7 separate regions of the Mus musculus genome follow, and regions 2, 3, 4, 5, 6 and 7 are each linked to region 1. The links are chromatin contacts, called in public promoter capture Hi-C maps. All regions are on one chromosome and are shown on one strand. Each heading gives the region's core, a stretch centred on a gene start, on an enhancer-like site or on the middle of the called end of the contact. The rest is flanking DNA. Distances are from core to core; before and after follow the strand shown. Region 1 holds the start of Tspan17 (tetraspanin 17). Region 2 holds the start of B230219D22Rik (RIKEN cDNA B230219D22 gene). Region 3 holds the start of Caml (calcium modulating ligand). Region 4 holds the start of B4galt7 (xylosylprotein beta1,4-galactosyltransferase, polypeptide 7 (galactosyltransferase I)). Region 5 holds the start of Dok3 (docking protein 3). Region 6 holds the start of Drd1 (dopamine receptor D1). Region 7 holds the start of Sfxn1 (sideroflexin 1).

What was found. Promoter capture Hi-C pulls out the DNA fragments that hold promoters and counts their contacts. Capture Hi-C pulls out chosen DNA fragments and counts their contacts.
Region 2: a contact with region 1 is called in a promoter capture Hi-C map of pre-B cells, with 2.9 times the contacts expected there. The contact joins the promoter of B230219D22Rik here to the promoter of Tspan17 in region 1. A contact is called at or near these places in 2 of 39 promoter capture datasets (neutrophils and pre-B cells), 1 of 484 Hi-C or Micro-C datasets (muscle stem cells) and 1 of 115 datasets of contacts at active chromatin or transcription factors (large pre-B cells).
Region 3: a contact with region 1 is called in a promoter capture Hi-C map of pre-B cells, with 3 times the contacts expected there. The contact joins the promoter of Caml here to the promoter of Tspan17 in region 1. A contact is called at or near these places in 1 of 39 promoter capture datasets (pre-B cells) and 1 of 9 other capture datasets (adipose tissue).
Region 4: a contact with region 1 is called in a promoter capture Hi-C map of pre-B cells, with 5 times the contacts expected there. The contact joins the promoter of B4galt7 here to the promoter of Tspan17 in region 1. A contact is called at or near these places in 3 of 39 promoter capture datasets (hippocampal neurons, liver and pre-B cells).
Region 5: a promoter capture Hi-C map of pre-B cells shows a contact between it and region 1, with 3 times the contacts expected there. The contact joins the promoter of Dok3 here to the promoter of Tspan17 in region 1. A contact is called at or near these places in 3 of 39 promoter capture datasets (3T3-L1-derived adipocytes, liver and pre-B cells), 1 of 484 Hi-C or Micro-C datasets (embryonic stem cells), 2 of 115 datasets of contacts at active chromatin or transcription factors (pancreatic cancer cells and stem cell-derived neural progenitor cells) and 2 of 9 other capture datasets (adipose tissue and embryonic stem cells).
Region 6: a contact with region 1 is called in a promoter capture Hi-C map of pre-B cells. The contact joins the promoter of Drd1 here to the promoter of Tspan17 in region 1. A contact is called at or near these places in 1 of 39 promoter capture datasets (pre-B cells) and 1 of 15 datasets of contacts at CTCF or cohesin (large pre-B cells).
Region 7: a contact with region 1 is called in a promoter capture Hi-C map of liver, with 2.2 times the contacts expected there. The contact joins the promoter of Sfxn1 here to the promoter of Tspan17 in region 1. A contact is called at or near these places in 1 of 39 promoter capture datasets (pre-B cells) and 1 of 9 other capture datasets (liver).

The regions. Positions count from the first base shown.
Region 1 is chr13:54,787,510-54,791,319 of GRCm38.p6, forward strand. It overlaps Tspan17 (tetraspanin 17), which reads left to right and starts at 1,896. Exons shown (of 8, transcript NM_028841.3): 1 at 1,896-2,172. The coding sequence starts at 2,086. It overlaps Eif4e1b (eukaryotic translation initiation factor 4E family member 1B), which reads left to right. Exons shown (of 7, transcript NM_001033269.3): 7 at 1-950.
Region 2 is chr13:55,691,001-55,694,810 of GRCm38.p6, forward strand. B230219D22Rik (RIKEN cDNA B230219D22 gene) reads left to right here and starts at 2,124. Exons shown (of 2, transcript NM_181278.2): 1 at 2,124-2,347.
Region 3 is chr13:55,621,136-55,624,945 of GRCm38.p6, forward strand. It overlaps Caml (calcium modulating ligand), which reads left to right and starts at 1,870. Exons shown (of 4, transcript NM_007596.2): 1 at 1,870-2,121; 2 at 3,576-3,810. The coding sequence starts at 1,956.
Region 4 is chr13:55,597,931-55,601,740 of GRCm38.p6, forward strand. It overlaps B4galt7 (xylosylprotein beta1,4-galactosyltransferase, polypeptide 7 (galactosyltransferase I)), which reads left to right and starts at 1,966. Exons shown (of 6, transcript NM_146045.2): 1 at 1,966-2,262. The coding sequence starts at 2,213.
Region 5 is chr13:55,526,424-55,530,233 of GRCm38.p6, forward strand. It overlaps Dok3 (docking protein 3), which reads right to left and starts at 2,115. Exons shown (of 5, transcript NM_013739.2): 1 at 2,026-2,115; 2 at 909-1,214. The coding sequence starts at 2,091.
Region 6 is chr13:54,053,795-54,057,604 of GRCm38.p6, forward strand. It overlaps Drd1 (dopamine receptor D1), which reads right to left and starts at 1,864. Exons shown (of 2, transcript NM_010076.3): 1 at 1,767-1,864; 2 at 1-819. The coding sequence starts at 399.
Region 7 is chr13:54,070,223-54,074,032 of GRCm38.p6, forward strand. It overlaps Sfxn1 (sideroflexin 1), which reads left to right and starts at 1,623. Exons shown (of 11, transcript NM_027324.5): 1 at 1,623-1,710.

The sequences.
Region 1 (3,810 bases), core at 646-3,145:
GTTCTTTACCTCTCTTGGAACATGTATAAGCACCACTCCTTAGATAAGGTTTTACCTGTTGCCCAGGTTGGCCTCGTATTTGTGGGCTTAAGCCACTCTCCTGCTTCAGCCTACAGACCTGGGACTGCCACAGCTCATCACTGTGCCTGCATCCATAATAACTTCTTCAGCATGTTTTGGGCTCAGGCCTCATGGCAGCTGGCCAATGCTTATAAACTACTCTCAATCGCTAGCCCTGTACGTGGCCATTTGCCAAGGGCAGGGTAAAGCAAAGTCCTGGCACAACCCTGCCAAACAAGGACAGGAGACTCCTGAGGCAGGCTCTTCTGTCTTGGGAGGATGGTTCCAGGCCACTGATATTAAGGGTTAGGAGTTCAGTTCTCTGTGAGCTTAAAGGCTGATTATGGGGTTACCCTCATCAGATCTGTAGCTTGGGTACCCATCCTAACACCTGTTCCTTCCCTGGACCAGTTGTGATTGGGTTCTCCCTCCCTCCCTCTTTCCCTCCCTCCCTCTTTCCCTCCCTCCCTCTTTCCTTCCTTCTCTCCCTCCCTCTCTCCCTCCCTCTCTCCCTCCCTCCCTCCCTGTCTCCCTGCCTCCCTCCCTCCCTCCCTCCCTCTCTCCCTCCCTCCCTCTCTCCCTCCCTCCCTCTCTCCCTCCCTCCCTCTCTCCTCCCCCCCCCCTTCAAGTATGGACTAGGTTAGAGAGGAATTTGTGTAAAGACAGGTAGGACTGGGAACTGGGAATGCCCTGCACAGCCTTCCCATCTGAAGACAGTCCTATGGATTCTGTGTGTCTCCTCCTGCTGAAATGATGGATGGATAAACCTTCATGAGTGAAGAGATTACAGTGGTAGTTAGGCTTCACCGTGGTCTTGTTAGGAGGGATTCACTTGATGCTGATGATGCTTAAGGCCCTTTCTGTATCTAAATAAACACTTCTGGAACAAACTTGGAATCTAAATATTTAAGATCAGACGTACCTAAACCTGCATCTGCTCTGTCCTGTTTTGCATCAGAAGGACTCTGGTGAATCCCAGGTATCAAGGCAGTCAAGTAGGTATGGGACAGGGCGACCATAGGAATAGGCAAAACAGAACAGGCGTGGCATGGCACGCCAGCCTGTTTGTATTCAACTACACTGTGTGTGAATGCATGGCACTGTTCATTGGTCCCACTATTCCCAACCACTTATCCCTGGGGAGTGGACTCCTCTGGTTCTTGAATCTTAGACTGGAGATCCACTGTAATTATTCACACTTGGCTCACCAGCTTTGCCAGTTGGCTCATCTGGGGCCTCTGGAGGACTTGGGGAACTTGAGAGAAGCTAACTGGAGGACGGACTTAGAGAGGAGACGGGGACTCTTCAGAGGTGGGGGTTGCAAGGGGTTGAGTGTGACTGGGGTGTAGCCAAAGCCTGGCCCAGAGGCAGGGTCTTGGGGAGAAGTGAGACCTGTGGACCATAAAAAAAAAAAAAAGACGGATGTCTTGGGCGTGGCTCCAAGAAGGCCGACTGTGGCTCAGAACTGAGGCTGAGTAGGGCGGAGCTCCAGGAGGACTGAGGCCGGTTGGAGGCGGGGTTTGGGGCTCATCAGAGGCGGGACCCGGTTTAGAGGCGGAGCTCGAGAACAGAAGTTAGCTAGGGCAGAGCCTTGGGCGGGGCGTAGGCGGGACTGCGGGAGGACAGCGGCTAGGCATGGGCGGAGCCTGAGAGGATTAAGCCCGGCTGGGGGCGGAGTCGTGGTTATGGGCGGGGCCCGTGAGGACTGAACTTGACTGGGACGGGGTCGTGGGCGGGGCTCCAAGAAGACCGAGCCTTGCTGGGGCGGGGTGTGGACTGACACTGTGGGCGGGGCCGGAGCGCTGTTGGAGGGCGGGGTCGGATGAGGGCACCGCACTCCGGGTGTGGCTGTCCGAGCGCCGTGGGCGGTGCCACAGCGGGCGGGGCAGCCGGTGAGCTGTGTGGCTTTGACCATGAAGCCGCAGCCACCGGGCTAGGCCCGGGGCTGCTCCAGGCCTGGGCGGCCCGCAGAGGGCTGGGCCGGTCACCGGCTCGGGTTCCCGGGACGGCAGGTGGCCGCTCACCATGCCCGGCAAGCACCAGCAATTCCAGGACCCTGAGGTCGGCTGCTGCGGGAAATACTTCCTGTTTGGCTTCAACATTGTCTTCTGGGTGAGCGCGAGTCCGCTTCTCGCTCTGCGCTGAGGATAGGGGTTAGGGAGTCTCAGTTGCTGGTGAGGGAGATCCCGTCTCAGGAGCTTGCGACCAGGGACTGTCCCCCACCCCCTCCACCCCGATGCCCCGTCCCCAACTATTCTGGGGAGCTACTGGGATAGCTGGGGGGCGGGACCCAGTCCCAGCAGGAGGTGCTGGGAGTCTCTCTTTGCAGCCCCAAGTTTGGGCGAAAAAGGGGGCGGCGTTTGCCGGAAGACTGCAGGGGCGCGGTAGTTGCGGACCAGCCCCGCCCCGCCTCCCGGCCACTCCAGCTCCCAGCATGGTGCGGTGAGGTTCGCGAGGCTGGGTCCTAGCCCCGAGTCTACCCTACAGACGCTCAGAAGCTTGTGAGCCAGGAGGTTAGGAGAGAGGAAAGCCAAGGCCTCTGCCTCTGCAGGGAGAGGAGCTCCAGTTGAGAACAGGGAACTGTCCCTTGGGAACAGAATTCAGCATTCCATAGCTGACCAAACAAACAGAGGCTTCCTTCTGTGTGGCATCTGTGTCCTGGTCCTGCCAAGTCATCTTTCTCTTCTCCCTCCCCCATCCTATCGCCAAAGCCGGGCTGTGCTTGCTGTCCTTTATGCCAGGCCTTTCCCACTTGCATTCAGCAGGATTCAGCGGCTCTGTTCTCCACCCACGAGCCGTCGGGTTTGCCCTGTGGTGGGTGTCCTTGGATGTCAGCAGTCTTCTGTTCTGTAGGGTGTGGGCAGCTACAGGGAGCGCTGGCCTGGAAGTCAAAGGGCCTGAGTGTAGCAGGCCTTGTCCAGAGGCTTTTGGGCGAGCCTCTTTGCTCTCTGGGCTTTAGCTTTCCAGCCTTGGAGGAGCCAGTATTGGAGTTTATCCTTCTGGGTTGTTAGATTAAACGAGAGTTTTTTGTTGTTGAGACAGGGTCTCACTCTAGCCCATTCTGGCTTGCAATTTGCTGCAGTTTTCCTGTCTGAGTTTCTTGGGTGCTGGGATTACAGGTGTGAGCCATCACACCCAGCTTAGTAACACATGAATTCTGATGAGGCACATTCTCCCGACTGCCTTATTATTATCTGTAGTTTACAGATAGGGGACTGAATGAATAGACGGTAAGAGCTTAAATTATTTGTCTCGAGAAACATGATTATCAGTGGGTGGAGGGAAGGAAGAGAGGCTAAGTAACTCTGGGGGTAGGGGGATGAAAGTCCCAGCTTTGTTCCTGGGCAAGGGTGGGGCGCCTGGGCAGGGGAGTAAAGATGGACAGAACATTAAGGTCCTATGCTTGGGTGGCATGGGGGCAGGCAGGGTTTTAAAGCAGAGTTGGATCAGTTCTCGTTGGCTGTAGGTGTATGAAAAGGTGACAGAGCATCTGGAGATGGGAAGGAATCTGGGACCTTGGGTTCCTGATGTCCCATCTCCCAAATGTGGGATTATAGGTCTGTGCCTCTCTGTCCAGCTCTACGTATGCCATCTGGACACCACCTAGGTGTCGTCTGGGCAGCCTGTTCTCCCGATGGCACCTTAATCTTTCTCATTGTCTAGCCTCAGTTCCTTGCTTGGAGAGCCCTGATGGTCAAGGCAAGCCACCCTCTTATCTCTGACCCCTAGCAGCTCATTTGAGGAAGGCAC
Region 2 (3,810 bases), core at 874-3,373, 900 kb after region 1:
TGAAGACAGCTACAGTGTACTCATAAATGAAATAAATAAATCTTTTAAGTGCCAGGGGCCTAGTTTCCAGCCTCTAGTTAAAGCTCAAAAAATGGACACATCAGTACCCTCAATGTCACAGCTCAGCAGCCAGAGCTAGCAATTGAGTGCCCTCCTTTTTATGAGCAGGAAGGTGGACTTCCAGGCTCACCTCTCAGCTCTCTGACTCCCAGATTTCTGCAGTCTAGCTGCTACAGTGTAGCCACCTGCTAAGCTGCTTCTGGGCTGCCAGCTCCAAGCTTTAGGCTGGCTCCTCTTAAGTTGTGGCCGAAGTAAGGCCCATTGGAGCAGCTGCCAGTGGTTCTCTCTATCAGACAGGAGTCTCCTTGGCAGCTCTGGGATTTGTGGGTTTTTTTTTTCCATTAAAAAAAAAACAATAATAGCAAAACTATGTTGTTAATGCCCGCTTTAGTACCTTTGAAGAGAGGGGCTGTTTGCTCCTTGGGTACCATGGGGAATCTAGGGTTATTGTTGCCTCCTGCTGGGGAGGTTTTGGTTTTCCCTCAGAAGTCTATTTAGAGACAGAAGACTGTCAATTTCCTTCTTTCTTTCTTTCTTTCTTTCTTTCTTTCTTTCTTTCTTTCAAGATTTATTTATTTATTTCCTGTATGTAAGTGTACTGTCACTGACACACCAGAAGAGGGCATCAGATCTCATTACAGATGGTTGTGAGCCACCATGTGGTTGCTGGGAATTGAACTCAGGACCTCTGGAAGAACAGTCAGTGCTCTTAACCACTGAGCCATAACTCCAGCCCAATACTATCAATTTCATGTTCCGGGCTTATAGTAAGAACTCTGAATCCAGGATAATTCTACAACCAAGCGACTCAGAAGGAAATACCGCCAAATGGAATTAGGCTAGTGGTTCCGCCTTTTAGGATAAAGGATATGGCACATTGTAGAGATGTCAGGGATTAAAAAAAAAAAAAAAACTAAATACTACAGGGCACCCCACATAAAATACCTTAATTATTACACATCTTACATCTGAGAGCCCTAACACCATCACCATCTGAATATTCTCATGTTTGGATATGGGCAGTCCTGCCCTACCCACCCTTAAGAAACTAAAGGGCAGACACTGAGTCTTTTTGTTTGTTTGTTTGTTTGTTTGGGGAGGGTTTCAAGGCAGGCTGTCCTGGAACTCACTCTGTAGACCAGGCTGGCCTCAAACTCAGAAATCCGCCTACTTTTGCCTCCCAAGTGCTGGGATTAAAGGCGTGCGCCACCACTGCCCAGTTTTGAGTTGGTTATTTATTTATTTAGCCATTGTGGGATTTCAGAATCATTTTTATTTGCATTTCCATGATGACTAAGGATTTTCAACATTTCTTTTAGATTTATTTGGGAATACTTCTGCTGCCTGGAGATGAGCTAACTTGAAGCCCAAGGATAGTAAGTACCATGGCTAGAAAATTCTCAAAGACTGAGGTAAGGCTGGGAGCTCCACCTTACCCCTGAGATGCTAGCTGCAGGAAAGAAGCAAGCTTTACTGGTACCTCTGCTGTGAACCCTGACCATGATGAGTCACCCGTGTGCCTACTCATATTGCCGTGCCTAACATTTCTGCTGGTTTATTTTTGTTTGTTCATGCTCTGTAGCCCAGGTTGACTCCAAACTCATTTTATGTATATGAGTACACTGTAGCTCTCAGACACACCAGAAGAGGGCAATCAGATCCCTTTACAGATGGTTGTGAGCCACCATGTGGTTGCTGGGACTTGAACTCAGGACCTCTGGAAGAGCAGTCTGTGCTCCTAACCACTGAGCCATCTCTCCAGCCCCCAGACAATGAATGAGTCTTAAGGGCTGCAGACAGGCATGAGCAAACATCGTTTTCAAACAGCTGTGTAAACGGCTTCTGGACAACTGCAGCGGGCTTCAAACGATGCCTGCGTCACGGAGTGACCCTGCATTCTGGGAAGTCACCGAGCCGACCATCCGCTCGCTCATCTTGGCGGGACTGGAGCTCCGCACAGGGACCGTCCGCTTCGCGCGCGCCTGCGCACTCCGTTCGCGGGCCGCGCGAAGAGTCTCGCGATACTTAGGCGTGCCTGCGCCTGCGCAGGCGGCGCTCACATTCCGGGGCTGTGGCGGCTTCTTCCTCCCGCGTCCGGGGCCCCGCGGTGAGGGCTCCAGGGAGTCGGGCGCTGGCGTGGCCTTCGCCGCCGCCGCCGCCGGCCCTCTGCCGTGACTGGACAGGGCCGCCCGGAGCGGGCGCGGCCGGAGTGAACGGAACGGGCGGGAGCTTTCCTGCCTATGGGCGGCCCCTGGGCGCTCTGAGGGCCGGGCTCCGAGCGGCCGAGGTAGGGCGCGGGGCGGCGGCTGGCGCGGGGCCCGGCGAGCGGGATGCGGGATGCGGCGGCGAGCGCGGGCGCCTCCTTCCTCCGGGGCGGCCTCCTTCCCCGCGGTACTTCCGCCCGGGCGCCCGCCGGCCTCGCGGCAAGCGGAAGTCACGGCGCGGGCCGCGCAGCCAGGGCTGCAGGGTGGGCGCGGGGCCGCAGTCTCGCCCTGGAGCTGCGGTCGTCCCCGCATCCCGAGAGCGCGGCGGGGAACGCCTCGGGGTCCCGTTAGGATGCTGACTTGGGGAAGCGCCGTGGGGCACGGCTAAGGAGCGCAGAGAAGACAAAGGAGACCGTTATTTATGTTGTGTAAACTTCTCGGGAGGCGGGAGCGGAGCAGCATCCTCAGTGGTTGACACGGCCTCCCACACTTGTTTAGAATTATAAAATCATATGTGATTATATACAGTAGTTAGCTAGATAGTAACAAAACACCGAGGGTTGTGGGATATTTGATCCTTGGAGGAGAACGGCGTGTGGGCCTTTGAAGCTTTGCTATATTTACAAAGCTTAAAGGTGCCTTGTGAATTTACTAAAAATAGTTTTTTTGGGAGCAATGTCTGCCACATTCAAGGTAAAAAAAAAAAAAGAAAGAAATGTGATTGTTTCATTGGAAGACGGCAGGATTAAACACCCACAGTAAAACTTAAGGGAAAGCAGGTCGCAGCAGACCTTCAAAACTACTAATTTAGTCACAGTGAAACTCCTCGCTGGCTTCCTTAAACTTACCGGTGCACCATTTTAAAAGATGCTTCTTCGTTTGTTTGATGTGTGCAAGGCATTGGGGTCCACCCCTAGTACCACAAACAAAACAAAACCAACTGTAGCCTTTGCTTTGCAACACGATTTGTTCTGTTAACTCCTAGCTTATGTTCCACCCACGTCTTAAGAGAAATTCCTCCGCCCACTTTTCTCAAATGTAACCTGCATCATTTTAGTGAACTTTGCATGGAAAGAATCCAAGAATAGCTGGGAAAAAAAGCAGTTAAGAGCGTGTACCAGGCTTGAAGAGAAGTAGGGTTTGGCTCCCTGCACTACGGTGCACTGGGAACCAAATGTAACTCCATGTGTTGCACCCCGGGGGGACTCACACTCATTTGTTCTCATGTAGACAAGCATAATTTAAAACATAAGGTAATAGCTGACCAAGCATGTTGGTTAACACCTTTACACCCATTACTTTCTTGGTGAGGCAGGAGGATTGTTATGAAGACAAACCTCAAAAATTAAAAATCCCCAAAAGCAAACCAAAGAATTATCAGCAGGTAGGTCTTAGAGTGGAAAGAGGTAGGCATTAATGCTAATGTGTTAGCCAAATGCTGAAATTTATCATGCATGTAAATATATGTGGTGGTTTTATACACAACGGACTTTATAGTGCCGAAATAGGTTGTAAGAATATTTTTTCTGGGCTGGAGAGATGGCTC
Region 3 (3,810 bases), core at 620-3,119, 830 kb after region 1:
ACTGTTTCAGAACCTTGTGTTATACTGTACTTTCCAACATGATGATCACGGACTGATAACCCTCCAAAACTCCAAGCAAGCCCTAAGTAAAAGCTTTCTTTTATAAGAGTTGCCTTGGTCATGGTGTCTCTTCACAGCAATAGAAAAGTGACTAAGACAGCAACATTGGCCATTTAGGTGTTTGTAAAGCTGGTGGACATACCCATGCACCAGTTACTCTCTGTCCAAACAGAAGGAATGACGTAAGAGGAGAGACAGCTGTGCACCGGAAGTCAGGATAAAGTGAGGCAGACAGCAGTTTTTTGTTTCCTTCCTTCCTTCCTTCCTTCCTTCCTTCCTTCCTTCCTTCCTTCCTTCCTTCCTCCCTCCCTCCCTCCCTCCCTCCCTTCTTTCTTTCTTTCTTTCTTTCTTTCTTTCTTTCTTCTTTCTTGAGACAGGGTCTCAGTGTGTAGCTCTGGCTGTACTGATTGTGTAGACGAAGCTATCATCAAACCCACAGAGAATCACCTGCCTCTTTCTCCTCATTGCTTAGATTAAAGGCATGCACCATCATACCAGGCTAATTACCACTAGTTGATAATCTGTTGGTGTAGAACAAAATTCTGGAGCCACTTGTCTACTGATGGAATGCATCAATTGCATCTTGAGCTTCCATTTCGTACTGGGTGGGTGTGTTTCATTGCTTGGTTGCCCATCAAATGGGAACCTGATCTGCCTTGCTGACAAACACTGCCGCATATGATGGCTTTCATTAGTTTATTGCCTCTAACCTTAATATGATCACTGTGCTCAGGCCTGACCCCTTCCTTGGGTTTTTCATGGGCTATGGTGAGCTCTGGGGTGTCTCCTCAGCTGCTGCTTCACCAAAGACGTACCAGGTCTGATCTGAAAAGCCCAACAGCTGGCACACGCCATGTCAAATGGGCGGCTTCGCAGGGAATGAAACAGTTAATTTTAACTGCTCAAGCTTGCACTTCCCGAAATACTAAATCTGGCTAGTATTGAACGGTTTTAACTCTTCGCATTCCTTCAGCACGCCACCACTTGAGCTGGGGAGAGAACTCAGAATGAACAAGCTGGTTCAGACTGCAGGATCCTTTGTAATATATAATAATACCGCCGAGCGGTGGTGGCGCACGCCTTTAATTCCAGTACTCGGGAGGCAGAGGCAGGCGGATTTCTGAGTTCGAGGCCAGCCTGGTCTACAGAGTGAGTTCCAGGACAGCCAGGGCTATACAGAGAAACTCTGTCTCGAAAAACAAAAACAAACGAAGAGTATACAACCGAGCCCAGGCCCGTTGTCTGTTCCTAACGTGAGCTCTCTGGCTACCGAGGCAAGGCTGTTAGGTGTAGCCAGAGTCCGCAGTGTGACTCCCGGATTAGTAAGAAGGAGAGAGAGCTCTTTCTGCAGCTCCATAGAGAAGTGGACGGCCTGGGACTGGATAGTGGATTGAGGCTCCTTCGTTTGTTGTCCAGACATTTTCAGTAAAGAACTAGGATCACCACAGCCACCAAATCCCAGGGCCACGCTCCCGGAGAGCGTCGCACCCGCAATTACGTATCCAAGGAGCAGAGACGCGTTGGCTGGTAAAAAGCTCCCGCCGCTGCAACCTCCATTTTGCTTCCTGGCAGAGAATAAAATGGACCTGCTCCTCACTGTCATTTCACTCATCAGGAGGGCATCCGTCTCTTCATCTTCGAGAGCAGCTGTGAGGTAACCTGGTGGCGAGAAACCTGAGCACTGCGAGCCAACTTAGGAAGAGGGAACCCTTGAACTGGGCTTGCCCTCACTGAACATGGCGGCAGAGCCTGGCGCAGCCGATTAGCGCATGCTCACGCTTCAGTTCCCGCCCCTTAGAGGGCGGGATTACAGTGGGAGTGGGAGCGAACTCTGCGGCCCTGCCATAAGTCATCCTTGCCTTTACCGTCAGCCTGATCTAGACCGTAGAGAAAGCATGGAGCCGGTGCCTGCGGCCACGGACGGCGGGGAAAGACCCGCGACGCCGTCGGGCCTGTCGGCTTCTCAGCGGCGAGCGGAGCTGCGGAGGAGAAAGCTGCTCATGAACTCCGAGCAACGCATCAACCGGATCATGGGCTTTCACAGGCCCGGGAGCGGCTCGGGTGAGAGCTTCGGTTTCCCGTCTCCCGCCCACCTCTTTGAGTCTTCAAGCTCCTTCTGCCCACTCCAGCTCGTAAACATTTTGTCCCCAAAATGCATTCTGACCGAACTCTGTCACCGCTCCCTAGGTGACGACCCATATTATATTGTCGCTTAACCCCAGGACGCTCCTTGTTGCTTCCTATTTTCTTGGATCCTTGCCCGGAGGTCGTCTCCACCCTGGCTACAAAGCCTTCGTTCCTGAGTCTCTGTGTACGGTTATCTGAGACAACCCCTATGTTCCTGATTACTCGCCTTTCTTGAAGGCTGTGCATTTTATCCCCAGACCTCCCAGGGAGATTTTCCTATAAGCTCCAGATGCCTTTATTCCCAGTTACTCCCCATGACATAGCTTTTGCCTTTTGCTTCGTAACTCTCGTCCACCACATCAGTCATTACTCAACTGTTGGCTGGTCCGTCCGTTGTGGATTAGAGACCCTATTTCCCTATCTTGGTGGCTATGCTCATTGCTTTCAAAATTATCACCTGTCACACAGGTCCTCCCGAAAGATGTGATGTCCCTGCAGAGATTTCCTTTCATTACCATACATACATCACGTTTCAATAACTGCATTTGCCCTAAGAAAATTCATCTTTCATGCAACCTTGTGTCCAGGACACTGTTTTCTTGTGGACACAATTGAATTCTACTATGCTTGGCCTCTCTAAGTTTCGATTTGGGTGTTTCCTTTAGTAATTGGCTTTTTAGTTGCTCTTTGTGAGCTTGGTAGAACTCAAGAATTTCTCTGAGGCGTTAGAGATATAGTTCTGAACTTCTAGACAATATAAATGAGAGATATGGCTACCACTTTCAAAATCATCTGAAACAGTACAGAAAATATTTTTTTTGTAGTGATCATTCTGAAGATATTCTTAAAGTGTTGGTGTTTGTCTTTCTCAAGTCCCTTTCTTATTCTGTTCTTTTGCTTGAAAAATTTTATCATTTTTAGAGTTCTCTCTTTAAAAGCTAGAACAGCATCCTAAAAGTGCCTGCTCATAGCTGCCCGGGAACAGCAACAGTGGGTACAGGCGGCGCCACACCCTGTGCTCACAGTTAGAAATGCAACTGTAAAATAGAAACCTTGAAAGACTTCAATGATTTTGTATTTTTATCAGTATTAGCTAGTGAAAGAAACTGAGGCACACCTCTTGAGTATTTTGTCTGTGAAAGAGCTATTCTTTATTCCTTGGGACATCCCGTGCTAACTTTGGTAGTTTCTGTCCTCATTGTTTGAACTCCCCTCTGCCAGAGTGCTAGTTTTGCGGCGTTGTATTTTGAAGGTGAAGACGAAGGAGCTGGCTTTGTTTTCTGCATCAGTATTTGTCTGGATTCAGAGACCAAGTTCTAGCAGCAGTGGGAGTGTTTAAGGTGTTTGTGAATATGTAATACACAAGGCTTTATTTTTTCCCCCCTCAGAAGAAGAAAATCAAACAAAATCAAAGCCACAGGACAGTGACAAACTGAACTCCCTCAGCATCCCTTCAGTTTCAAAGAGGGTAGTGCTTGGTGATTCAGTCGATGGAGGAGGAGCTGACCAGCTCGGTGGTGTGGCAGAAGTCAGGGGAACCCAGCTGGGAGACAAACTGGACTCATTCATTAAAGCACCAGAGTGCAGTAGTAAGGATGGAGCTGAGCTCCGGCAGCGGACCAG
Region 4 (3,810 bases), core at 716-3,215, 810 kb after region 1:
ACTTGGACTTAAGAGAATGGAACAAGGCCAGACGTGATGGTGCACAACTTTAATAGCAGCACTCAGGAGGCAGAGGCAGGTAGATCTCTGTGAGTTCAAGGCCAGCCTGGTCTATGTAGTGAATCCAGGACAGCCAAGGCTATTACACAGAGAAGCCATGTCTGGAAAAAACAAAAAGAGGGTGGGTGGGAGTAGTAACTTCCAGAGGGCACAAGGCCTCACACTCCAGGGTAGTCTCCACCTGTGAACATCACGATCTCCATCCTTGCTATGGTTTCTTGTAGCGGGCAGGTGCTGACGGGTTTGTCAAAACCATCTGACATTGCTCACCAAGAGTGCCAAGTGTCAACATGACAAATAACGGAACACTGATTTAAAAGCAGTTCATTTGGGTTTGTTTTGTTTTTTTCGAGACAGGGTTTCTCTGTACAGCCTTGGCTGTCCTGGAACTCACTTTGTAAACCAGGCTGGCCTCAAACTCAGAAATCTGCCTGCCTCTGCCTTCCGAGTGCTGGGATTAAAGGCGTGTGCCACCACCGCCTGGCTAATTTGGGTTTTTATGTAAAATTTAGTTTCTTGAGTTTGAGGTCTAACACTAGAGCAACAGGTCACCTGACTGTCTTATCGCCTGATGGCCCTGCCTAACTGGTCTCTGCAGGAGGTCAATCCTGCCTTTAAGATCTGCCACATCAGGCTGGAGAGATGACTCAGTGGTTAAGAGCACTGACTGATCTTCCAGAGGTCCTGAGTTCAATTCCCAGCAACCACATGGTGTCTCACAACCGTCTGTAATGGGCATCCGATGCCTTCTGATGTGTCTGAAGAGAGTGACAGTGTACTCACATATATAAAATAAATCTTAAAAGAAAATTAAAAAAAAAAAAAAGGTCTGCCCCATCTATGGTTGACTTGGTAAGTTTCTGGTGTGGGATGCAGAGCCCTAGGTGAGCCACAGAGCAAATCATTGAGTTGTGTTTGTTAGGGTTTAAGAGGGGAAAGAAAGTTAAGAACAATTAACTTAACCAATAGTGAAGATCTACCTTGAAACAATGCACTTGAAATTGGAGATCATGGATTGTGGCTGGAAAGATTGTGCACACAAACCAATGACCTGCCTGTGCCTTGGTCCTTTCATCTTCACAATGGAAATAATACCTATTCATAAAGACTGAATAAAAGCACAGCCATAAAGAACTTAGAACAGGAGCTGGAGAGATGGCTCGATGCTCTTCCAGAGGTCCTGAGTTCAAATCTCAGCAACCACATGGTGGCTCACGGGCTGACAACCATCCGTAATGAGATCTGATGCCCTCTCCTGGACTGTCTGAAGTCAGCTACAGTGTACTTACATATAATAACTAAATCTTAAAAAAAAATGAGTAGCACAAAGTAAAACTTAATAAATGTTAGGTACTTATTAGAATATTAAATTTTGCCTGAAAGAACAGACATGAAGTCTAGTAACTGCCTCTCTTTTCCCAGGTGGGGAAGAGGGGAAGAGAGTAGATAAATTCACACAGGCAAAGAGGCGGCTCAGTCTCCTATTCATTCCTTAGGTTCTCAAATCGGACGACAGCATTTATATAGTGTGACTGTGCCAAGCACTGCACCAAATGGGTTTTCGTTTCCTACAATGACCACACAGAATACGAACAATTTATATAACCCAAGTGATGAAACCGTCACAGAGAAATCGACTCGCCTCAGCGTTGTTAAATTATCAGAGCAGTGTTTGAAGCACAATCAGTCTTCCGAGATCAGCTCCGAATTCTGAACTGGATCTTATGCTCCAAGAGTACGTGCTTTCTCTGCTGGGCTGACCGTAGGAATGCTGCGATGATACCAGCCTTCACTTGGGGGAAAAAGGAGGAAGATGTACCTTATCCCAGACGTTCTGTTATGCAGTACACGTCTAGTTCCAGCTAGTCTCTAGCTTGTTTGGTCGCCTTTGACTTGGGTGATGGGAGGGAACTCCCTTTCTTGTGACATCCAGTGGGCCCTTGTATGTAGTGAGAACCTAGCTAGGTCCCGCCATCGGTTCTCCAGACAGCAGAACCTTATAAGCTGTGGCTCTGAGGTGCAGCCGGCCCAACCGGAGGGACGGACTCGGCGGACCGGGGGGCGGGGCGGGGGCGGAGACGCCGCGTAGGCTGGGCAGGCCGGGCAGCGGGGCTTTGAGCCAGAGCCCCATGTCCTGCTGTGTCCCGCCACGATGTTGCCCTCCCGGAGGAAAGCGGCGCAGCTGCCCTGGGAGGATGGCAGGTGAGCGGCCGCAACGGGCAGGAGCCGCGTCCCCCTGGGTGCCATTCCTTTTCTCGACCTCCTGCAAATCTTAGCAGCCCTACGCTGTCGCATCTGGGTTTCTGGGGGTCACCCTGAGTGTTTGTGGTTCTCTGGGGGTGGGGGGAACGTCATTGGTATTGTCTGCACGGCTCTCTTTTCCTACTAGCTTCTATTCTGCGCGTCCCTGTGTCTGGGTCTCTGCCTTGCTCTCTCCATTGATCTTTTTGTTTGGACCGCGAACTAGTCCAGTGGCTCTCAACCTGTGGGTCGCGGCCCCCTTGGGTTGCATATATCAGACATTTATGTTACGATTCATAACAATAACAAAACCACAAATGTGGAATAACGACGACATTTATGGTTGGGGACCACCACAACCGTGAGGAGTTGTATAAAAGGGCTGCAGCAGTAGGAAGGCTGAGAACCACTCTTTCTCCTGTGCCTTTGTGTGTTTGTCTGTCTGTTTTCATGTAGCAGATGATTCTGTTCGTTTCTTACAGCGGATCTCTCTGTGTTGTGGCGCTGAAGGTCTTTATTTATTTATTTATTTATTTTCTGTCTGCCCCGTCATATCCATGTGACTTCAAATCCTATCCTTCGCCTTCATGCCCTCTCATACTTTGCGGTTGGCCGGGAAGATCACACCAGACAGAGCTTCCTGTGTTCTCTTCCTGGTTGGTTAGCCATTGCCTGTCTTATACTAGACACACCCAGTAGTTCATTTCCTGTGCTGCTGTACTTGTGTGGGGGTCTGCTTTAAGTGTTAGGTGTGAGTCTGGCTCATACCCGAGTTTAAGATATTTCTCACTGAAACAGAATGGCGGAGGTGATTTTCCTGCCTAGATTTATGGGGCATTACACTTTTAGGCTTGAAGCATCTTTTTGTTTGGACCTTGGGCTAGTCCAGTGGTTCTCAACCTGTGGGTCGCGCCCCCCCATGGGTTGCATACATCAGATATTTATATTATGATCCATAACAATAACAAAGTCACAGGTATGGAGGAACAATGTAATTTATGGTTGGGGGCCCCCATTTTCTTTCCCCCAACACGTTAGTGTATATTCACTTAATGAATGACACATTTGTTAGATATTGTAAGGCTCTAGAATTTAGTGGACACACTTTTGGGGTGTTTGTTTCTTTTTCTTTTTCTTTTCTTTTTTTTTTTCAGATTTGGTGTTAAAAGGTGACAGTAATATAGTAGAAGCATGGTCCATGGTGGCCAGAAATAGACCACTTAATTTTTCTGACCTCGGTTTTCCATCTCTGAAATGAATATCATAATATCTACTTGTAAGGGCTCATTGAAGAATGGTGAAGATAGTTTATAGAGGAGAATTGCCATCTTCTGATCATTTTCTGTTATTGTGTTCTCAGAAAAATAGATTGATGTCCATTCAGTGCTTTTGACACAGTGGCAAAGATTCATGGGACATATATAAAATAGTGTAGTAACTGGGTGGTAGCTCTAGTGCGAGCTTACTTGGGTTTGAAGCACCCCTAACTAGCTTTAGGTAAAGGAGACC
Region 5 (3,810 bases), core at 865-3,364, 740 kb after region 1:
GTTTCTCTGTGTAGCCCTGGCTGTCCTGGAACTCACTTTGTAGAACAGGCTGGCCTTGAACTCAGAAATCCACCTGCCTCTGCCTCCGAGTGCTGGGATTAAAGGCGTGTGCCACCACGCCTGGCTGATGGATTTTTTTTTAAAGTGGTTACTACCTATTGTTATATGTAAGGATGCTGTGTCTGTGTGCCACATACGTACAGTGCCCATGGAGGTCAGAAAGGGGTGTCTGAACCCCTGGGACTTATAGTTGTGAGCTGCCATGTGAGTGCTGGGAATTGAACCCAGGCCCTCCACAGAGCAGCCAGTGCTCTTAACTACTGAGCCATCTCTCCAGCTGCTCTGCCTCCCAAGATCAACTTGCTGAGGAAGTCAGGCGTGTTTGTCTCTTCTGTCATGAACCCAGAGACTTTACCACCATTAGTCTCTGGCTTTAATACCCAAAGCCATCCCCTTTGGTCCATCAGAAAACCTCTCACCCACACGTGGCCCAAAGTGGATTCAATAGGCTCTCACTGAACATTCCAATGTCTTCACACTTGTGTGCCTAAGCCGCTGGTTGGCCTACTTCTGCTCCTTTACACACACCATGTTTTCCTGCCCCAGGGCCTTTGCTCATGATACCATTGTATTCCAGTACCTGTCCATTTGGCTCAGACACCTGTCTCAGACCACTGCCTTGGGGGCTTGCTCTTGTCATTCAGGGCTCAGGCCCACACATCCTCCTGACCTACGGTTTCATTTTCTCTATAACATGCATAGAATATAGGATCCTTCTATGGGTTTCTAAGCTGTTGCTCATATTCACAGGGTTTGGCAATGTTTACCATGTGGCAGGATCTGACTAAGCAAGGACATGGGTGAGCGGGGTGAGGTGGTCCCAGCAGGCTAGTTCATGTCATACTCACCGGGAAGGCCAGCTGACAGATGGGGTCCACCCAGGACTGGCGGTGCTGTGCAGCCAACAGGTGGCTTCGCTCAGTGGTGGTAATCAGGAAGGCACCAGTGTCCCTGGGACAGCTCTCGCCATCCGCAGGCAGGACAGATACACAGTCAGCCAAGCGTATGACCCGGCGTTCCCCTCGACGGCTGGGCCCTGTGGACCTGTCGCCTGCTGGTCCCAGGCCACCATCACGCACGTCCCAGCTTTCTAGCCGAGCTACCCCTGATGGGCCTCCCGCATACAGCAGAGCCCACACTTTGCGCCAGCATTTCTGTAAGAAAGGAGACCCTTGGGAAGAAAGCCACCCCTGCCCTTTGGCTCTGTGCAAGCTGCTTAGCAACTGGCTGGCTGACTTCTGCCTTCCTAAGACTTTGGGCTACAGAGGAAGGAGGAGGCCTTGCTGGGGCTGGGGTAGGCAAGGAGAAGTCCATACTTGGGGTTGGTCAGCCCTGAGTTCAAATCACACCTTGCCTTCATCTGGATGACCTGCACAGTTAATAGTATCTAGTGGTTGGAGCAGAGCAACTGACACTGTTGTTACACAACCCAAAAGGGCACTTGGGCCATGGGCTGGGTGGGGTGGGAAGCCGGCCTCTGCTTCATGCTGGTAAGGAAGGAAACATGCAAATGACATCTAGCGAAGGAAACAGACGGTTTATCTGCCCAGGCGCAGCTGTAGCTCAACTGTGGGTGTACAGTCTGATGCTCAAGGAGAAAAAAATAAAAAAACGAATCCTCACCCCATCTCCTCCCCAGTACCTGGAGAACCAGCCTTTGTCTGCTCCATCCTCGGAGGGCTCCTGCCATACAGGCCCTGGCCTTCTCCAGGAGCCTTGGAGCCATTATATACATAGGTTTTGATTCTTATAGTCCTCTCGTGGTCTGGGCATCTCTACCACTATATGAAGCAGTCTTACAAAGGATGCTTCATCCCTAACCTTCTTGGGCCAAGAGCCTCCACTCTCAAATTGCCGGGTTTCACCTCACCCAGACCCCGTCCCCAGTTCCCTCAGGTCTAGTTAAGCTGTGGCTAAGCAGGGGTTTCCCTCCTCTGCCCACGGCTGGCAGCCTGGGGTTCCCACCTTGCCAAACTTTACGTGCTGCTGGTAGAGGATGCCGTCTTTGACCGGGGGCTCCACAGACTCCATGGCCACCGCAGTTCTGAAGTTCCGGGGAGACTGGTACAGGCTGGACAGGAACTTCTCTTACTTCTCGTTTTTTGGCCACTTCCCCCTCCCTCTGTCCAGAGACAGCTGCAGGGCCAGGGGGAGGGGAGCCCGGGCTTCACTTAAGGGACAGTGCTCAGAACCAATCTCTCCCTTAGGGTTCTTGCTGCTCCAAGGAGACCATACCTGCCTATGGGGAGCTTGAGGCCAGTGGGGTCGGGGATGGGGTGCAGGGCAAGGACCTCCTCTTGCACATGCACCTGGATCAGCCGGATCTGAGTGTCTGACCACAGGGTGGACACCCTGAGTCATGAGCTCCGAACTCTCCCCCATTCCCAGCCAGCTGTGTACCGTGAGGAGGGGAGTGCACAGCCTTGGCCCCTTCTCTTTCCACATTGCTCAACTGGCTGCCATTCTGAGTGGCACATTTGCCTCTCTTGTAAAACTGGGATCAACCCAGGGCCTTGCGTGTGCTAAGGCAACTGCTGTTATCACTCAGAAATATTTCTAAAGCTCACTTTCTTCTCTCGATCTTCACACCGCCTGGACCCTCCCTGGCTGTGTCCACCAATTCTGTTGTTCCCTTGAGTCTAGTCTGGGCAACTCCACACCATTTGTTCTTGCTTGCCTTTAATCCCTGAAGTGCAGTTCTTCAGATGAGGCCCTTCTGGGCACCCCTTACCACTGCTCTGCCCTGCCACAGGTAGCTGCTTCCTCCTGGAGGCCTTCCCTGACTGCTCTCCAAGGCTGGAGAGTGAAGCCCCACACAACAGACATTTTAGGCAGCAGGCCACAAGGGCTCCATATCCAGTCTCACTGTTTGTCATGAGTGTAGGCGGCAGGCCCCCAGTATGCTCCCCAGGGAGGTCACATGCTTTAAAGGGTTGCTTCCTGCCCAGTGGCTTTGCCCTACCCCACCTGACCTGCCTTGTTGGAGGCCAGTATTGGGGCTTTGCATGAATACAAATTATGGAAGTATCTTGTCACCTGTGTAATGTCACCTTGGGTAAGAATGCTGTAACCCAGCTGAGGAATGCTGTTTGGGGGTGGGGGTGTCACACAGTACACATGGAAATACATCCACGAGACCTTTGGCACCTGGCTCCATGCCCACCGTGGTTGTGGCCCAGGCAGCTCTAAGCTCATACAGCCTGATTCTGCCCTCTTTTCTCATTGACAGTTCAGCGATGAGGAAATCAAGGCTGATAACTTGAGTAACTTGCCTGAGGCCACACACCGAGTGACAGCCAGCCTGAGCAACTGCTGCCTTTGCTGAGTCAGCACAAGCCTTGCAGAGTCCCCGTGCAGAAGGGCTACGAGGAGACACCTGCAACCTGCTGTACCTTTCCTTTGGCCTTCTTACTGCAAGATGACGTCCTGGTTGGTGGGCCAGCCAGTCTTGCAACATCTGCATGTACACATCTTACCTGTGGCTCCCCAGCTGTGGCAGCATCAGCCTGGCTGGTTTGTCTTTATAGCCCAGGGAAGAATGGGGCAGGACAGAGTTAGAGGGTGCCTGTGGCCAGAATGACAGTTCTGTGGCATCTGCCACTTCCTCAGCAGACAGAGCAGAGGACTTCTGGCTGGGAACTTGCACAGGCAGGGAGGGCAGCCATTACAGGAAGACTAAAGCTGATGGCAGTGTCAGACAGGAGGGAAACCAGGGACACAAACATTTCCCTGTGACCCCCTAACAGTGAC
Region 6 (3,810 bases), core at 614-3,113, 730 kb before region 1:
CTTCCTCTCATACTGGAAAGGGCTGGAGATAGCCCAATACCTGTCCACGCTGATCACACAGAGGTTAAGGATGGATGCCGTGGAGCACATGATGTCAAAGGCTACCCAAATGTTACAAAAGGACCCAAAGGGCCAAAAGCCAGCAATCTCAGCCACAGCTTTCCAGGGCATGACCAAGACAGCCACCAAGAGATCTGACACAGCTAAAGAGATGACAAAGAAGTTGGTCACCTTGGACCGCAGGTGTCGAAACCTGATGACAGCGGCACAGACAAGGGTATTCCCTAAGAGAGTGGACAGGATAAGCAGGGACAGAAAACAGGCTGTGAGGATGCGAAAGGAGAAGTCCCTCTCCACTGGCAGGCCAGTCTCATCCATGGTAGAAGTGTTAGGAGCCATCTTCCAGAAGGAAAGCACTTCCGGTGGCTTAGCCCTCACGTTCTTGGCCAGGCTTAGCCAGACTTCCCCCAATCACTCACCACCCAGCCCCTTCTCCAGCCCCAGTTGCTGTCTGGACAAAAGCACAATGGTGTTCCATCAGGAGCATCTCCATAGCAATCCAAGCCATACCAGGAAGAAGAGCCGCTTGCTTTCCACCTGTCTTCTGGGTTCAGTGCTCCAGGTCGCTGTTCCCTGGCATCCGCTGGTCCCTAGATTCCCCAAGGAATGCATAGGCTTTTAAGCATACTCTAAGAGTCTGGGGCCTCTTCCTGGTCAATCTCAGTCACTTTTCGGGGATGCTGCCTCTTCTTCTGAGACACAGCCTAAAATACATGCATTTCTCCTTCAAGCCCCTGGTGCCACATCTCTCCAAATGCCCTAAAAAGCAAAGGGAAACACAAAGTCGTTCACCAATACTCTGTGCAGACCTCCTATTTGGCTACACAAAATCTCAGCCCATCACCCCCTGGACAAGTCCATCAAGACCACCTACCTTGCTTTAGAGTCACTTCTCCCAAAACCCCTGGACTCAACGAGTCCCTCCAGCAGAGCAAGTGTTCCCCCTCCTCATGCAGAAAAATCTCTGGGATGGATTTGGGAAAGGAATCCCAGGCCAGGTGCCAGGGAAGCGGCGCCCCTCCTGCTACCTTGCCCACCTACAGATTGCTGCCCCCGCCCCCAGGAGGGTTCTCGGAGCTTCCTTGGGAGAGGAACCTCCAGGACTGGAACAGCTTCTGTCCTGTCTGAGGAAGCCCAGCTCTGGGCACCCCTTTGGCTCCTCGTTCTTAGGGCAGGACCCTGAGCCTCCTTGGGGAGCCACCCGCTCGCTCCCTGTCAGCAGTGGCAGGAGCTCCAGGCAAGCACAACAGCTCGAGCGAGCGAGGGCACCGGCCGGCTGGGTTCCAGCGGGGCACAGCCCACCCCGCCTCCGCGTCCCCTCCCGGCCCCGGTGGTGGGCTGAGCTTGACAGGCAGAGTGGCGGGCGACAGCCACACGTGGTTCACTGAAGGCACAGCTGGAGCAGGGGTGTGGGACGCCTACCTAATCGCTGTGCCCTCTCTGGCTACCTGATCCCCCCACCCCTCCCCGGGGGACCCTGGCACAAGACAGAACCTGAGGAACAAATCCTGATGCTCAAATCAAGTAAACCAAACTCTCGTTCAGCGCCTCTCCGGGTCAACTCCAAGTTCCACCCAAAGCTCGGGGTCAGAGCTGACCCTACCCACACCCACGCCCTGCTAGTCCTGGACACTGCCCACGTCGCTGAGTTGTCACTGAGTGCCCCGCAGCAGGGGTACGGGAAGCCCCAGGACGAGAGTGCTCACCGATCTGGGAGACCACGCTCCCCGACTCCGCCAACCCTGCGCCCTCTCCTGTGCCGCTCGCTCTGCTCTCCGCGCTCCGCCCGCCAAGGCGCTTCTGCGGTCAACTCACGAGTGCAGCCCGTGACCCGCGCCCCACAAGCACCCCAAACACGGTGCCGCACTCTCAGCAGGTACCCGGCGCCCTCTGCCGGGGCCTCTGGTTTCCTACACCCCGCCTGCGCCCTAGCAGGTTCAGATCACAGGGGCCTCAGCCAGTGTGTGTAACCAAGATGCAGGGCCTCGACCATGCTTTTCCCTGTCCCCTTCTGCCAGAATCTGGACGGTGAGAGGCAGGTCTTCCGCGCTCTAGCCTCCCTCGTTTGAAATGCCCCTAAAAACTCACAAGAATAAGAAGTCCCTTTGGCTAGCATTTTATTCTCTAAGCCATGATTTTCCTTTTGTGTCCCCTGTGTGCCAAGGCTGGAGCAGCAGTGAGAACAACATGTCAACTTATTGTGCAAGTGATCAGAGACCTGGCATAAACTCAGCAGCCTCTGTGTCCCCTAAACACACACACACACACACACACACACACACACCTCATGATGTTCGACATCTTGCAAAACTCCTTCCTTATTGGCTTGCACAGCTTCATTTCATCTGTGTGGACAGTGATGCTCAGAAAGACTGTGGGCTCTACTCCACGTTAACACAGTAGCTAATGAAGATGGTGGCCTGTCTGCCTGACTGTCGCTTGCACAGCCGTGTCTAGGATGGAGCCCACTATCTAAACAATTAGCACAGGGATAAAGCAGAGACAGGAATGTGTGGCCTCAGAGACGTTTAGTGCATAGACGCAGCCCCAGAGTGCCTTCCCATCTGTGTGAAAAGAGATTAAGTATGGAACTTGGAAATCACTTTGCCTGGACTCCTGTGCTTACTGATGTAAAAATTAAATGAAATACTTATTTAAGAGTTGGGACCAGATATGGACTCAGTCAGTCCTTGGTGGCCAGAAATTCTTCAGAGACCAGTTAAAAAAAAAAAAAAAAAAAAAAAAAAAAAAGGTAGTAGTCTTGTCTCCATGAGAACCACACACCACACTGAATGCCCGAATTTTCTCTATACAACCTAAATAGCTCTCCTAATTAGCCAGCAGAAATCATATCTTGGTTTTGGATGTAGTCAAATGATTGACACCAGTCCTCCTCCACCTGTGCTCCCGGTTTGTCCTCCCACTGGCAGTCTTGCTGCCACACACCAAGTTCCACAGACTGGTGATCAGACATATACCCCAAGAACCACATGCCTTTAGAATGGTGGCTCTCAACTTTCCTAATGCTGCAATATGTGGCAACCCCCAACCAAAAAATTATTTTGTTGCACTCTATAACTGTAATTTTGCTAGTGTTATAAATCATACTATAAATATGTGATATGCAGGCTGTCTGTTATGTGACCCCCCCCCCCCCCACACACACACACATACACATAAGGGGTCAAAATTCACACATTGAGAAACTCTGCTTTAGAGCCGTGAGTCAGCACAGGGTAAAACCCTCAGGGGATTCTCATCCCTGAAGCAGTCGCTCTCTACGCAATTGGAACTTTGTTTCACCATACTTCTTCATTTTTGACCAGCGAACACAAATTAGAGGATGTTTCCAGTCCAAGATGGTTGTGTGAGTCTGGAATTGCAACTCCTCTTGCTCTTCCTACCCTGCAATTCCCTGAAATGAGGAAGATGAGGACAAAGGGCCCTCTGGACGCGCAGGAAGCTGTGGAAACTTTAGGGATCCTTTAGGGCAGGACTGAGCACGCTGGAGGAGGGAGGACTCCCTCAGGGAGGGAAAGTGCTCCTCCAGCTAGCACTTGAAGAAGAAGCAACAATGTAGTAACACTTAGGATTGTAACAAGGAAGCTGGAGGTGACCTGAGGGCAATTTGAGGAGTAAGACTTCCCCTAATGACTTGCCAAGGACTCTGGAAAATGGCCACTGCTCTTTAAAGTAGAATGACAGCCATACTAAAGCTGCCTCTGGTGGCATCGTTTTGCCTGCAATGCC
Region 7 (3,810 bases), core at 373-2,872, 720 kb before region 1:
GTGATGCAGTATATTCAGGAGCCACAGGTATGGTGGGGAGGTTGGGCAGTAAAAGAATTCACGCAAGACAGTACTAGGTATAAAGGGACATGTTTAACGAGCACGGTGCAATGGGACAAAGCAGTAACAGACAAACTATCTTCTTGGCTTAGACCAGTTTTTAATGTGGGGACTGTCTTGGTTTCTTTTTCTGTTGCTGTGATAAAACATCCCAACAAAAGCCACCCAAGGGAAGGAGGAGTTTATCTTAGGTCACAGTTGGAAAGCACAGTCCATCACCCAGTGGAAGTCAAGGCAGCTGGAGCTTGAAGCAGTGGATCAGAAGGCTCCAAGGCAACAGCTCTTTTAGACCTATGGGTATTTAATTTGATCAGTGTGGCCTTGGTCACATCATCCACACTCAGAAGGAGCACTGCTTTTCTTTACAATGTTAGTAGGGCCTTCTGGGCCAGTCTCCCACAGTAGAAGCCCCTAAAGGTAGAAGCCTGATCCCCACTCCCACCCCCCATGTTCCCCTCTGGTGACCTTTTTTTTCAGCCTGTCCTGGATGTCTGATTGGCTGGATGGAGCTCCTCATTGATTCTGGTACAAACACATCCTTTCTTTTTTACCATTCTTCTGTGTTTGTAACTGTAGGACAATCTACTCCTTCAAAGTGTTTTAGCTGTTTTGGGCTCTTTGTTTTCTCATATACGTTTTACAGTCACCTTATTGGGATACAGACAGACACACTCAATGGGCGCGCGTGTGTGTGAGCGCACACACACAGAATCCAAATTCAGTTCGGAATCTCATTGCTTGTAGAGGTTATTTGGGGTAGAATTTCTGTCTTTAAAAAAAGGGGGAGGGGATTTATCTACCTGTGCAGAGAATGCAATTCGTTATTTGTTGTATTGTGCTGGCCTTCAGAATGCGTCCGAGATTCTATGCTTCTCTCCTCATCGTCCAACCTGGTCTAACCAGGTCCAACCTGACTAAGCTCATGACCTCTGGTCTGCACCTCCCCTATGGTCCCATCTCTGTCCAGCAGCCAGTGACTCTTTTGAAGGTGGCACTTGTATTGTCTAGTTTTTCTTAGAGGGCTGGCTGTGCCAAGCTCCCCCATTTTAAGAAGCATTAGGGGCTGGCGAGATGGCTCAGTGGTTAAGAGCGCCGACTGCTCTTTCGAAGGTCCCGAGTTCAAATCCCAGCAACCACATGGTGGCTCACAACCATCTGTAACGAAATCTGATGCCTTCTTCTGGAGTATCTGAGGACAGCTACAGTGTACTTACATATAGTAAATAAATAAATCTTTAAAAAAAAAAAAAAAAAAAAATACCTAATAAAAAATGGAAAAAAAAAAAAAAAAAAAAAAAGAAGCATTAGCCCAAATGAATGGAGGAACAATGATGATGGGTGGTCTTCTAAAAAAAACCAAATTGAAAAACAGTGGCATTGACCCGGGCTGCGGCTAAGATGAACTTAGGAGTTCTCAGTGTGGCCAGAAGCAGAAGCGCGGGCACATGGGGCGTGCGCAGACTGCGGAGCTCAGCAGCCAAAGCCATGAATGACACCGAGGCAGAGGCAGGAACCTCTGGGCGGGGCCGCGCGTCGTGAGCGCGCGTCGTGGCCGCGCTCCTGGGGGCGGCGCGCGGGGCCGCGGCGCTTCCGGCAGCTGGAGGCGGCGCCGAACGGGACCGAGCGGCGCGGGTGGCGGCCGGGTAGGCGGTGAGTGGCGGGGGGCTGCGGAGCGCGCGCGGGGAGCCGGAGGCGCGCGGGATGGCGCAATCTCGGGGGCTGCAGGGGACCCAGTAGGGTCCACTGTGCGCGCTGGGGTATGCCTGAGGCGGGTTACGTACGCCCGGGACCTCGTGAGTCCGCAGCTCTAGACTGGGGCTAGGGAGGCCTCAGCGTGGAACTGATCTTGTGGAACAGATGTGAAAGGGGAGCATCACGCACCGTGCCACGCGTCCCTAGCCACCGCGTGACGAAACATGCTGGGTGCAGGCGGCCAAGATGGCTGCCAGGGGACTGTCTCCACGAGGATGGGCGCGCGCAATTGCCAGGTGACCAGGTGGCTCTTAGTAGCTGGGACCCGGAGGTCCGCGTGGAGATCACTTGGTGGCCGACCTCCAGCTCTTAATCTCTTCAAGGGACCGAAGTGTCCCAGGTAGAACCGTGGGACCCTCACCCTCAGCTCCCACATCGTGTTCCTGCTGATCATCTCAGGTTCAACCGCCTCCAGAATGACAATGACCACACTAAGGTCTGTGCCTCCGGAGTTAGATCTCTGACTTTTGTATTCATCCAATGCTGCCAAATCCATAATCCAGATTTGAAAACTGAGGCATTAAAACTTGAATAACTTGCCTAAAGTGTCACAGCTGGCCAGGGAGAAGAGCCAGGCAATCCGAGTATATATATTGTTTCCACTTTGTCCCTCAGTGACGATGTGACGATTGAGAGACCTCGTGGAAAAGCGTAGTTCTGCTGGATTTCAGAATTTGGGCCTTTACCCGGGACTCTCCCTTTATAGTTTTCTCACACTCCTGATCCCTCATCTGCTGCACCTACTTTGGGTGCCTCTAGTCAGCAGCTCTCAACTGTGGTTGCATATCAGAAGTTTACATGACGATTCATAACAGTAGCAAAATTATGTTTATGGAATGGCAACGAAATAATTTCATAGTTGGAGGAATCACTAAACCATGTATTAAAGGCTACAGCATTAGGAAGGTTGAAAACCACTGCCTAGATTTTTCTCTCCGTCCTTGTTCCAGGCAGAGGCAGGAGTAGAGAGGCGAGCACTGAGGTAAAGAAGAGGACTTTGTGGGTCTTAGAATGCTGGACTCAGGCTTGCTGTGTGAAGGAGAGCTGTTTAGAGGACAAATGGAAGTTCAGCAGGAAGTCCCAGAACCTCAGGCCACCCCTCCCCACCCCCCACCCCACCCCCCTCCCAGGACTGAGGTTGTCACATTCACAGCAATAACAGTGTTTGGGAAGAGTTTGTTAATTCCCACCCAGCTCTGATAAGGAATTGCTCCATCTGTGTACTCAAGGGTGCAGCCAAAGGTCTGCAAAATGGAGAGAGTTGTGCTTAGTTTTCTGTAAAAGTTTGGTGAAACTATCCCGGGGTGTGCAGCAAAAGCTGGCTGAGAGGAAGCATCCCCTTTCCCCTCCTAACTTCTGCCAAGAAAGCTGTGAAGACAGCCAGGCCAAAAGGACTCATAAAGCAGTGGGGCCACTTTCTCTTTTATCTAAACTGTGTGTGTGTGTGTGTGTGTGTGTGTGTGTGTGTGTGTGTGTGTGTAGGAGGAGGAGGAGTAGTAGTAGTAGTAGTAGTAGTAGTAGTAGTAGTAGTAGTAGTATATATGTAGTATATGTCTGGGTGCAAGTGCTCTTTAGAGGCCAGAAGAGGGCATCAGCCCCCCCCCCCCCTGGAATTGGAGTTACCCACAGTGGCAAACTGCCAGATGTGGCAAATTCAGGTCCTCTGAAAGAGTAACAAGTTAACCACTTAGCCATCTCGCAGACCTCCTGCTGCCTGAAAATGAAACAAAGTATCCCTGCAGAAATGGCAGCTTTAGTTGTGCAAACAGGGTGCCTTTAGCTGTGTGTAGCTGTTGAAAAGGTGGTTTGGACTTCAAGGTAAGAAATCTAGATTAGTCTGTAATAATCTGTTTCGTTCCTTCATTTCCTTTGCTAGTTATTAATTTGAAAGTAAAAACTCATTGTTGCCAGGCGGTCCATACCTTTCCTAGCACTTGGGAGGCAGAAGTAGATTTCTGAGTTTGAGGCCAGCCTGGTCTACAAAGTGAGTTCCAGGGC